2 separate regions of the Capra hircus genome follow, and region 1 is linked to region 2. Evidence: chromatin contacts called from public Hi-C data. All regions are on one chromosome and are shown on one strand. Each heading gives the region's core, a stretch centred on a gene start, on an enhancer-like site or on the middle of the called end of the contact. The rest is flanking DNA. Distances are from core to core; before and after follow the strand shown.

What was found. Hi-C and Micro-C count contacts between places; a contact is called where the count stands out from the background.
Region 1: a contact with region 2 is called in a Hi-C map of liver, with 3 times the contacts expected there. The contact joins the promoter of ARSG here to the promoter of WIPI1 in region 2. A contact is called at or near these places in 2 of 5 Hi-C or Micro-C datasets (blood and liver).

What each region holds. Positions count from the first base shown.
Region 1 is chr19:61,097,330-61,102,584 of ARS1.2, reverse strand. It overlaps ARSG (arylsulfatase G), which reads left to right and starts at 2,368. Exons shown (of 13, transcript XM_018063936.1): 1 at 2,368-2,542.
Region 2 is chr19:60,966,998-60,972,307 of ARS1.2, reverse strand. WIPI1 (WD repeat domain phosphoinositide-interacting protein 1) reads right to left here and starts at 3,397. Exons shown (of 13, transcript XM_018063942.1): 1 at 3,217-3,397. The coding sequence starts at 3,296.

The sequences.
Region 1 (5,255 bases), core at 1,119-3,618, 130 kb before region 2:
TTTTTGGAAAGAGGCTGCCCCCGTGGCCGGCCCGGCCTCATCACCCTCCATTCACATTCCTTCTGCTCACCTGCAGTCTCTTCTAGCCTCGGGCCCGCTGGGCCTCTTTTTTTCCTCTGCTGATGGTTAGCTGATCCCCGAAGGAAGCAACAGCTCACTTCAGTTTTTAGCAGCTCAACATGGAAGCTCCTCCCAGGAGTATTTCCAGGCGGCATTGACGGTGCCCGTCCTGCCCCGCTGTCGGTGCTTGTGGGGACGCCGCTGTTCTCAGCTTTCATAGACGGAGTCCTTTGCCAGGGGCCTTGCAGATAACGTGTCATGACTGTTAGCCAGTGCGAGCTCATATTGCTTGCTGGCGCGACAGGCTAGCAAATCGAGAGATGAGTTTTGGGGGCAAGGAATAGTGACTTTTCAGAAAGCCAGCCAGACCAAGAAGATGGTGGACTCGTGCCCAACAGAGTTAGAAATCAGGCCGCGTTTGTACTAACAGGGAAGGGGGTGTGGGTGGTGGTTGCAACTTCTTGGTGTCCAAATGCTTTGCTCTGGTAGCTGTCCACTTAAGTCACATCACCACCTTCTTACAAGCCTCCAACAGAACAGATGGTGCTTTCTGTCCTGCAGCTTTTCCTCTGTATATGGATAGAAAAAGTACACCTTTAAAGGTCAGAGCCTTGAAAATGGGCTCTGCTGTGTACTTCTGGCCACAGGTCCGCACCTGGGGGCTCGTGGGATCTGAGCTCCCTCACCAGGGCTGGAGCCTGCGCCCCCTGCAGGGGAAGTGTGGTCTCAGCCACCGGACTGCTGAGAGGGCCGCAGCACTCTTGGTAGCCACAGAGCACAGAGGTTAAAGGAAAGGAGACCGTTCCAGCAGGGACTCAGATTTGCTCTTCCCTTTTAATCAATGGTGCTTGCAGCTGTGTGTGGTGCACTCCTCCTCACAGCCTGGAGCAGGGGTCGGGTTTGTTCCTGCAGTAATCTCCCGCTCCTCGGTGCTAATGTTTGCACGAGTGAGGGGCAGCGTGGGGCCGCTACCTGTGCGTCTGCCAGAAATGCTCACATCAGGCTGGGAACATGGGCTGGATGTCCAGAAGGGGAGCAGATCAAAGACCTGAGACCAGCAGACTGCTGGGTGCAGGACATCTAGAAGCTAGAGCAAATCACGTGACCTGCATGCTGGCGGATGGACTTCCACTTCTCATTTAACCTGGAAGGGGAAGCTAAAGGCAATTTTTATTTTCTCCCTTTTACGCCTGAATCCTAGCACTGTTGTTATTTACGCAGCTCGATTTAAAGCACATTTTAGAACGAAATCAATGGCTTCACCTCCAGACTCCTGTTCGGTGAACCTCTAGTCATTTAGAAAACGGTGGCTTGTCATTAAAACTAAGCGGAGGGCAGAGACCAGGTCTTCTAAGAAACACTGCAAAGGGGACCGAGCAGCATGGACTCTGATGGATCTGCTGCGGGTTTTATTTCCTCCCGGAGTTACGCTTTAGGTCTCCTCCATTCCCCCCAGTTTCCTTTCACTGCCCTGCAGGGTGGGCACAGTGTTAGTCCAGTAGGTCGGCTTTAGTTGCAGACCTACAAGAACTCAGATTCGATTAAATGTGTAAGGGGGCGGGGTTTCAGTCGTTTGGTGAAGACGTAAGTCTGCGCTGACTGCACCGTGGGACCAGCAACAAGGTCTGTTAAGAGGTCTGCTCCCTCCCGGCGCAGGCTGCAGTTCTGGCGTCTACTCTGCGATTGCCACTTGGGAGTCGTGTGTAAATGCATTGCATTACTTTTGGAACACTTCTTAGGGTTAAGTTAAACAATATAATTTGTTTCTTGCAATTAAAGTTAAAACACTATGGATAAATGTAGTTTTTAAAAATGATTCTCACTTAATGACAAAACCTAGGCAGTTTTTCCTCTGCAAACGCTGAGCCAAAAAGGTATTTGAGAGGAAAACATGAGTAACTTTCCACCTTGTGAACACCATTCTAGAAAACAGTCCGAAGCGTTCCCGGCGGCGCCCAGGGACTTAGCAGGGTCGCTCGGGTCACGGGAACGGTCGGGGTTCAAGTTCAGGCCGCGGGGACTCTACGCGGAGGCCGAGCGCCGTCCCGACCCCGGCTGCGCCCCCGAGACGCCCGCGCCGCGAGCGCGCGCTCCCGCACCCCGGTCCCGCGCCGCCCCGCGGCCCTCGCCGCCCCCGCCCCCCGCAGGAAGCGCCCGGCAGCTTCCGCCCAGGGCGCCCGGCCCGGCCCGTAAGCGCGGCGGGACCGGACCGACCCGACCGGCGGCCCCGGCCCCGACCCGACCGGCGGCAGCCGCGCGGGGCCGCGGGGCGCGCGCAGGGCCGTGAGGGCGTCCGTGCGGGCCCGGCCGGCCGAGGCCAGGCCCCCGGCGGCAGCCCTGCCCGCTCCTCGGGGCCCGCGGGTGCTCGGAGCGGCCCCGGCCGCGGCGCCGGCCCTGGAGCCCGTGAGCGCGTGCGGACAGAGGCGGGGGCCACTGGCGTGACGGCGCGGCTCCGGTCCTCAGGGCGTCCCGGCATCAACAGGTGACCGCGCGAGCTCCCCGAGGCGTGGACATTCCGTGGGCCGGGGGTGGGGGCACTGAGGCGGGTCTCCTGGCAGGGCCGGTGTCCTACGACAGTGTCGTCTGTGCTCGCGGCGCCGGGCGCTGCTCTTCGGGACAGGCCCCCTACTCCCTGCGACTTCGGACCTTGAACCGCGTGGCTCCCGCTCCCCGCCCCCAGCCCTGACGACCACCGTCTATTCCCTGCGTTTAGCAGCTCTGCTCTTTTCGGCCCCAGACGTGTGAGAGGTCCCACGGCGTTTGTCCTTCTCCGTCTGACTTGTGTCACTGTCCATTATATTCTGGACTAAGCCTGCACATTCCGTGGGTATCTTGCTGGGACGGCGCGCCTGGGTTCCCAGTGGCCGCGTGCCCAGCGCTCGGCAGCCGGATGGCTCCTGGCTGCTGTGTTGGACAGTGCGGTCGGTGCTCAGTTGTGGCCGGTTTCCAGTCTGCGTGGGAGGGTGTCCCTTTGAAGTTGAGTTAACAGGAGAGAGAAGCTTCTGGAAGGAAAAGGTTGTGGGGTCTTCAGTGTGTGCAGACCGTGTTCATATAGGCTGAAAGCTGGGGGTCCCTGTGAAGGCTTCTGGATTCCCCGTGAATGTGCTTTGGGGACCTGCTGTGATTCCCTGGAACAGATGGGTTTTTTTTTAGCTCTCTCTTTCCATTGCCAAGGGCCTCCTGCGTCGTTTTCGCTTTTGGAAAGCGAAGTTGCGAAGTGTTAACAGTGTGGAAACAAGCGCAGGCTGGTGTGAACTCGTGTGTAGTTAAACCAGCAGCCGAGATGACCCCAGGGCTCCCTCATGTCCAGGTTCTGCTCTGTCTTCACTATGCTGCATGACCTCATAAGAAGGACAGCGCCACAAGCAGGAGATTCAACTGGTTGTTTTCAGATTGTTTATAGAAGAGGTTGTGAGATTAAACTTTCTTTCAACCTCTTTTCAAGTGGGACCATCTGGGGCTGCTCAAAGTCAGAGAAATCCCAGTGCTTTGCTTTAACACCAAAAAGAGAGAGACTCAGTACATAGAAAATTACTTGCTCCCAGTTGAACCACAGGGGAAAGGAAGCATCCTTGAGGGAATTCCCTGGTGGTCCAGTGGTTAGGACCCCAGCCTTTCACTGTGGAGGGCCCGGGTTCAGTCCCTGGTCTGGAAACTAGGATCCTGCCTGGTGCGGCAAAAAAAAAAAAAAAAGGCGATAGAGACAGACATCATGGAAGAAAAAAGTCTGCTGGAAAATAGCTTGTACCGTGTTAAGTCATTTCCGTTGTGTCTGATGCTTTTCGACTCCATGGATGGTAGCCCCCCAGGCTCCTTAGTCCACGGGATTGATTCTCCAGGCGAGAATACTACAGTGGGTTGCCATGCCCTCTTTCAGGGGATCTTCTTGACCCAGGGATGGAACCCATGTCTCCTAATGTCTTCTGCGTTGGCAGGTGGGTTCTTTACCACGAGCGCCACCTGGGAAGCCCCAGGAAAATGGCTTAAGTCCAGCAGGCTACAGTCCATAGGACTGCAGAGTCAGACACAGCTGCAGTGACTTAGCATATGTGTGTGCATGAATATAGAGTAAATTCTGCACCAGCAATATGTTCACATTCACAGCCCTCCAAGCATCAGTCTTTCTATCTGCAGGATGGTTGGTTCCAGAACCAAACCCCTTCCCCGCCCCACAATACCAAAATCCAGGGGTGCTCACGTCCCTTCTGTGAAACGGTGTGGTATTTGTGTATTTCCTATGCGCATGCTCCCGGACACCTTAATCACCCTTAGATTACTTACAATACCTAATACAATATAAATAGTTGTAAATACAGTGTAAATGCTATTTAAGTAGTGGCCAGGTGTGCAGGAAATTCAAGTTTTGCTTTTTGGAACTTTCTGGAGTGCTTTCTCTTTCTTTTCCCAAATGTTTCTCCTGTTTGGTTAGTCGGCTCCTCTGCTGTGGACCTGGCATATACAGAAGCCTGGCGCCTGCCCTAGTGGTGCTCTCTCTCACTGTTTAGTCTCCAACGAACTTGGATTTTCTTCCTCAGAGTGGACCTGCCCAAAGTAGGGCCTTACCGGGAGCCCTTTGAGGCTCATCTTTGGAAAAGTCAATGAAAACTGAGAAACCCACTAATTCATCCATTCAGCTGTATGTTTTGAGCATCACCTCCTATGTGCCAGACTCTTTTCAAAGCCTTGGGAATATACCAGTGAATAAAAAAAGTTCTGCCTTGATTGGGCTTCCCTGATAGCTCAGTTGGTAAAGAATCCACCTGCAGTGCAGGAGACCTCAGTTCGATTCCTGGGTCGAGAAGATCCCCTGGAGAAGGGAGAGGCTACCTACTCCACTATTCTGGCCTGGAGAATTCCATGGACTGTATAGTCCATGGGGTCGCAAGGAGTTGGGCACGGTTGAGCGGCTTTCACTTTCGCCCTGACTGGGGGTGGGGTGGGAGGGAGGCCCGGAGGGAGGGGCTGCCTCACGTTGCTGTACAGCAGAAACGAAGAGCACTGTGAGGCGACTCTCCCCCAGTCTAAAAGCTCGAACCTCCCTCAGTGGTAAGAACGAGTAGACGAGTCCTGGTGGAGACCCGAGGGGCAGAAATAAGCGCTGCGTCTCTTAGGGCCCAGGCGTGCCTCCCTGGGGGCTGACATCGGGCAGGGGTGGGGGCACAGACGGAAGGGTCGGGTCGTGCACACATGTAAGG
Region 2 (5,310 bases), core at 2,148-4,647:
TATGAAAAGGCGAGCTTCGCTCTTCACAGGGGGGCACAGACTAAAATAAGCCGCTCACTGCTACAGGCCTGGATGCCCGAGGCTCTGGTTTCACTAGCCTGAGAAAGAGAAGGCCACATGATTTTCATGGGAAGTTTCTTTTCCCTTCCCAAACATTCATTCTTCCCTGGGATGACAGTAGACTGTTAGGCGGCAAGGTGGCCCCTTCTGCTGAGGGGCTAGCCTAGGGGAGGAGGGAGGTCAGAGGTTCGCCTCAGGCAGCAGTGGGCTCAGAGCTGGAGCTTGGCTCCCAGGACCGCTGCGCCTTATGGCCACAAGCAGCACCTGGAAGCGCTGGCCAGCAGCACCTTAAACCTTCAAAACATACCTACTCTGTAGCCAGCGCTGTTTTTAAAGCTTCTTCCTATAAAGATTTTTTAGGGAATGGCAACCGACCCCAGTTATTCTTGCCTGGAGAGTTCCATGGACAGAGGAGCCTGGCAGGCTACAGTCCATGGGGTCGCAGAGTCGGACGTGACTCAGTGACTACACTTTCACTTTCTTTCATGTGTGCATTTAGTTGCAAACTGAGGTTTCTGAAGTTTTCAAGTAAGGGGAGGAAAGTTGTAATTAAAGAGTCTTAAAATAGTAATCAAAAGATCTGGCAACTTAAAATCACTTTCAAACATATGCTCTGCTCCAGAAGAATTTTAAATATGGGAAATGGCACTGTGATCACTATTGTGCTTTTTTTAAAATTTATTTCGCTGCACCAGGTCTTGGTGGCTTGGCGGATCTTTAGTTGCAGCGTGTGGGATCTAGGTCCCTGACCAGGGATTGAACTGAGCCCCCTGCATTGCAAGCACTGAGTCTTAGCTGCTGGACCACCAGGCAAATCCCCCTACTGTATTTTAAACGGTTAATCAATGGTCACAGAAAACTCTGACTCAAGGAATTCAGATTAAAACTTTATTTTATTCATAAGACCTTTTTGCAGGGAAAAAAATATATTTTTCTCATCACTTCTCATGAAAATGGGATTTGGGACAAATACATATCACAAATGAAATGAGAAAAAATATACCCAAATTGTCTAGCACAGGGCCAAGCATGAAGTATGAGTGAAGCAGACTAGTAAAGCTTAATTGTCATTACTCCCTTATCTTGACATACTGGACCCCAAATTCGGCCTATACTTACAGCTTACACTCCTAAATGTATTCGGTAAGGGGTGTGACTTATTTTAAAATCCAATGTCATACCCTCTAAGGCTCAAAGCAACTGACTGTGACAAAAAGTTTTATTTATAGGTGAGACAGAGCTGTCCAGCAGAGCCTTCATCCAAGAAAACGGAACTGACCGTAGAGACGAAGGAAATTAACTTCCCGAGCACCCTAGGGTTTTGAAAATAACATGCTTTTCCAACTGCTATAGAGAGCTGGGACTCACCTAGAGTAAAAATTAACACCCTTAAAAACAGCTAATAAAGAGTGCTGCAAAGCCGAATTGAGAACACTTCCTGCTAAGAAGCGAAATAACTCTCCTCCTTAACCCACTCTCCTCCTGAAGCTGAGCTCAATTGGGAAGGCAAACACCCAGGCGTTTCAACAGCCACCCTCTCTTGCAAAATGTTTCTTACAAAACATCAGAATGGTATCTAGACTATCATTTTTGTAAACTGTTGGTCTCAAACCATGAGGAAACAATTCAGTGAGTCATAAGTGGCTTAAAAGGAAAAAAGAAAAGAAAAGAAAAGAAATACAAATTCCAGAAGGTAGCCCACAAAGGAAGGGTAAATACCTGTGAATTGCTTTTCAGTGATATTATATATATAATATTGGAGAAGGAAATGGCAACCCACTCCAGTATTCTTGCCCGGGCAATCCCATGGACCGAGGAGCCTGGTGGGTCCATGGGGTCAAAAAGGGTCAGGGGACACCACTGAGCGACTAAAAAACAATGTATATTATAAATATATCTGTGTGTGCATATAGATAGATAGATACATATTGGGTAATGTTGTAACCTGTATTTCTTTTTGTGGGCTGTGGTCAAGGAAAGCTTGAAAGTCACTCATGGAACCAAACTGTCTGGCCACCAGCTTACATGGTTACACATACAGTTTTTTTTGAACAAAGGCATATTGTTTGGCAAGGGGTGTTTTTAAAGAGAAGACAAAGGGCATGGAAGGCCAGGGTTGCTTATGGCACATGACGGCCTTAATGACATCGCTGAATGTTCAGTATTAGCACAGTCCGGGCACAGATGGCCAGCACACCTGCCTGAAGGCGAGTCCACGAAGCAGCCCCACAGAAACTGGAACAGCAGGAAATGGGGGGCTAGGACCGGCCATCGCTGCCTGATGCTGTGTGGCACATTCCAAAGAGGTTATTCCATATGGTCCCCGGGACGTCTAACAATCCCACGAAAGGAGGAAAGGGAGCAGCCTTCTGCTTCTAAGGGACTGGCTCCTCCAGATGTCTCAAACACAGTCCAGCAACCCCTGGCTCACTGGCCAAAGTCCGAATGTGAACATCAAGGCGAGACACTCAAAATCCACTCAAGAAGCAAGAGGGCAGCCTGGGCTGGGGACAGCGTTCCTGGACTCCCAGGAGGAGTTCCGTCTGGCCGAGTGGGCTTCCTGAAGACGCACTGGGGGCAATGGGAAGGTTCCTGATAACCCGGCCGGCAGGCAGGCGCCCAGGCTGGGCTGGGCTGGGATCAGGCTGGACTGGCTTCGGGGATAGGTTGCCTCCTGGTCGTTGGCCCTGCCCAGATGCCACGTTGAGATGCTCAAGGACAAATGGGAAAGTTTTTCCTGAACTCCCATCTTCCTGGGCCCTAGCTATCTGTCTCGCCCGGGGTCAACTTGCAACTTCCCTGTCTGCTCCCCTCTCCTTTGTCTTGACCACCAACCCCTCCTGCCCAGACCCTCGCTTTGGTCACTCCCCGGCTCCCCAGCTTCCCCAAGCCTCCTTCTGCCCTCTCCCTGGGCTCTGTCCCCCCTTCTCCCGGCCGGCCCCTCCTGGCTCCCTGCCGGCAGGGGGACGGGGGCGCTCAGCCCCGAGCCGGAGGAGGGGCGGCCGGAGGACCCGCACCGGCCCAGGCCGCGCCGGCCGTCACGCCCAGGCCCCCGGGGCGCAGGCCTGCGCCCGCTGTCCAAGTCGCCGACTGCACGACAACCCTGATCGCGACTTTTCTCCCCCAGCTCCTGGCGGGGCAGGAGGCCCGGCTTACGTGCAGTCCTGGTTGAAGGAGAAGCAGCTGAGCGCCGCTTCCGTCCCGCCCGGGGCGCCTTCCGCGCCCTCGGCCTCCATCGGGGGCTCGACCCGGGAAGCCGCGGCTCCGATCGGGCGACAGCCACCTCAGCAGCCCGCTGGCGCCGGCCCCGCGGGCCGGTCTCCGGCCCGGCACCGCCCCTCCCCGCCAGGCCCCGCCCCGCCAGGCCTCGGCCGGGCCGCCTCATCCCGGCCCGGGCCTGCCAGGCCACGCCCCTTCCCCGCCCACCCGGGCGACCCTACCCCAGCCCGGGCCCACCCAGGCCCCGCCCCGGGCCCGCCAGGCCCCGCCTCCGCCCCGTCAGGCCCCACCTCCGCCCCGGCCTGGCAGGGCCGCCTCATCCCCGCCCGGCCAGCCAGGCCCCGCCCCGTCCCTCCAGGCCCCGCCCCGGCCCTCCGGCCGGACCAGCTGACTCAGCCATCGAGAGGGCGGGGTCCCACCGCCGGCCTCCATTGGTGAAGAGCCCACAGCGCGGCTCACAATTAGCCAACGGGCGACGGCGGTGGGCGGACCCACTCCGCTGGCGACCCGCCCCCAGCTCCGAAGCACGGCTTGCCATTGGGTGGAGGAGAGTGACGCAACGGCTGCAGGCCACGTGGTGGTGTTTTCATTGCGGGGGCGGCGGGGCGGAGCGAGGGAAGGGAGAGACCCGGCAGGTGGGCCCGGCCTGCGGGGTGAGTCCAGTACGCCGTCTGCGTCGCGGTCGCGGCGAAGCAGACGGGCCGGTGCGCCGGCCTCGCCCCACCCGACGCCCCGGCTATTAAACTGACAGTTTAGGGGCGCGCGTTGGACGCTAAGGCCCCACCCTCTTCTGGAGTCTTCGAGCTGCTTGGAAACTGTCTAGCAAGGGTGCTGAGGCCGGACAGATAAGGGGCTGTCTCATCCCTTGTCCCGCCGTTACAACTCTTACCGCAGGTTCAGAGCTATGTTAACAATGAACTTTATCTCGTTGAATTCTTATAAGTTTGTGAAGAAGGTATGATTATGCCCAGTTTAGAGAGACTGTAACAGAAGCAGAGAACTGCTACACAGTTCTGTCTGAAATAACACAGTAAATGGTAAAATGTGGAGTTGCCTGATTTCAAGACCCGTACACCAAACGACTCTGCTAGACACTATTTGGCAAAACCTGTCTGAACTGTAGCTGAAAAAAAAACCCGGAAGAAAATGTGTGTAGCATAGTATTTTTAATGAAAGGGATGGAGTTTTGTAGACAGCACAGTAAAAACTCAGGTAATTGGAGGTGAGTCCTGACGAAGGGTCCCTTTTCCCAACCTAAATACATGTTGCCATCGAATTACCAACACAGCTTATGAATCAGCAGGTCTGCTAGTTTTAGCTTCATATAATTACTGATCAATTTTTTAATTCAGGCTTTTCCAGTTTTGAGATGAAATGGTATTTTATTGTTGTCTTGCCACAGCATTCAAACTGGCATGGTTCAATTTTTCTATTATGTGGCAAAGCTATATATATATATATATATATATATAGTTTTTGAAACAGTGAACAAAGCGGCTTCTTCTCTTAAGCTTTTCTGGTTGACTTTTGGTTTTGTTTTTCTGAAATGCAAATGTAACAGTTTCTTCTTTCACTGCTATTATTCTTTCTCTCAGCTGATGTAAAAATAGCTCAGCTCATAGATGGCCAGATGTTGATTGCTCTTTAGTTGAATGTGAGGTGTTGTGTAAATTGTTGTAAGGGAGGCAGCTGCTGCTTGGATGGTTTAACTGAATCGTCCTTGTAACCTCTCAGCTCAGAGCTGATTTCCGGCTCACGTCCCAGCTCAGGCAAATGCTGCAGCCCTTTTTGTTCTATTTAGAAACCAAAAAATATGGCATGCTAGGTGTAAGGTTGTTGGGAGAATCACATAATGTGCCCAGGAGGTTTTTAAAGTCTCATTATTGCCAAGAATTTGGACTTGATGGAGTAGAGATGGGAGCTGGTGTTAGTTTTTGAGCAGGAGTGTTTCATGATAAAAGCAGTGTTTTACGCAGATAAACTGGGCCAGGGTGTGAAAAATAGATTAGAAAGGGGAAAAGCCTAGACTAA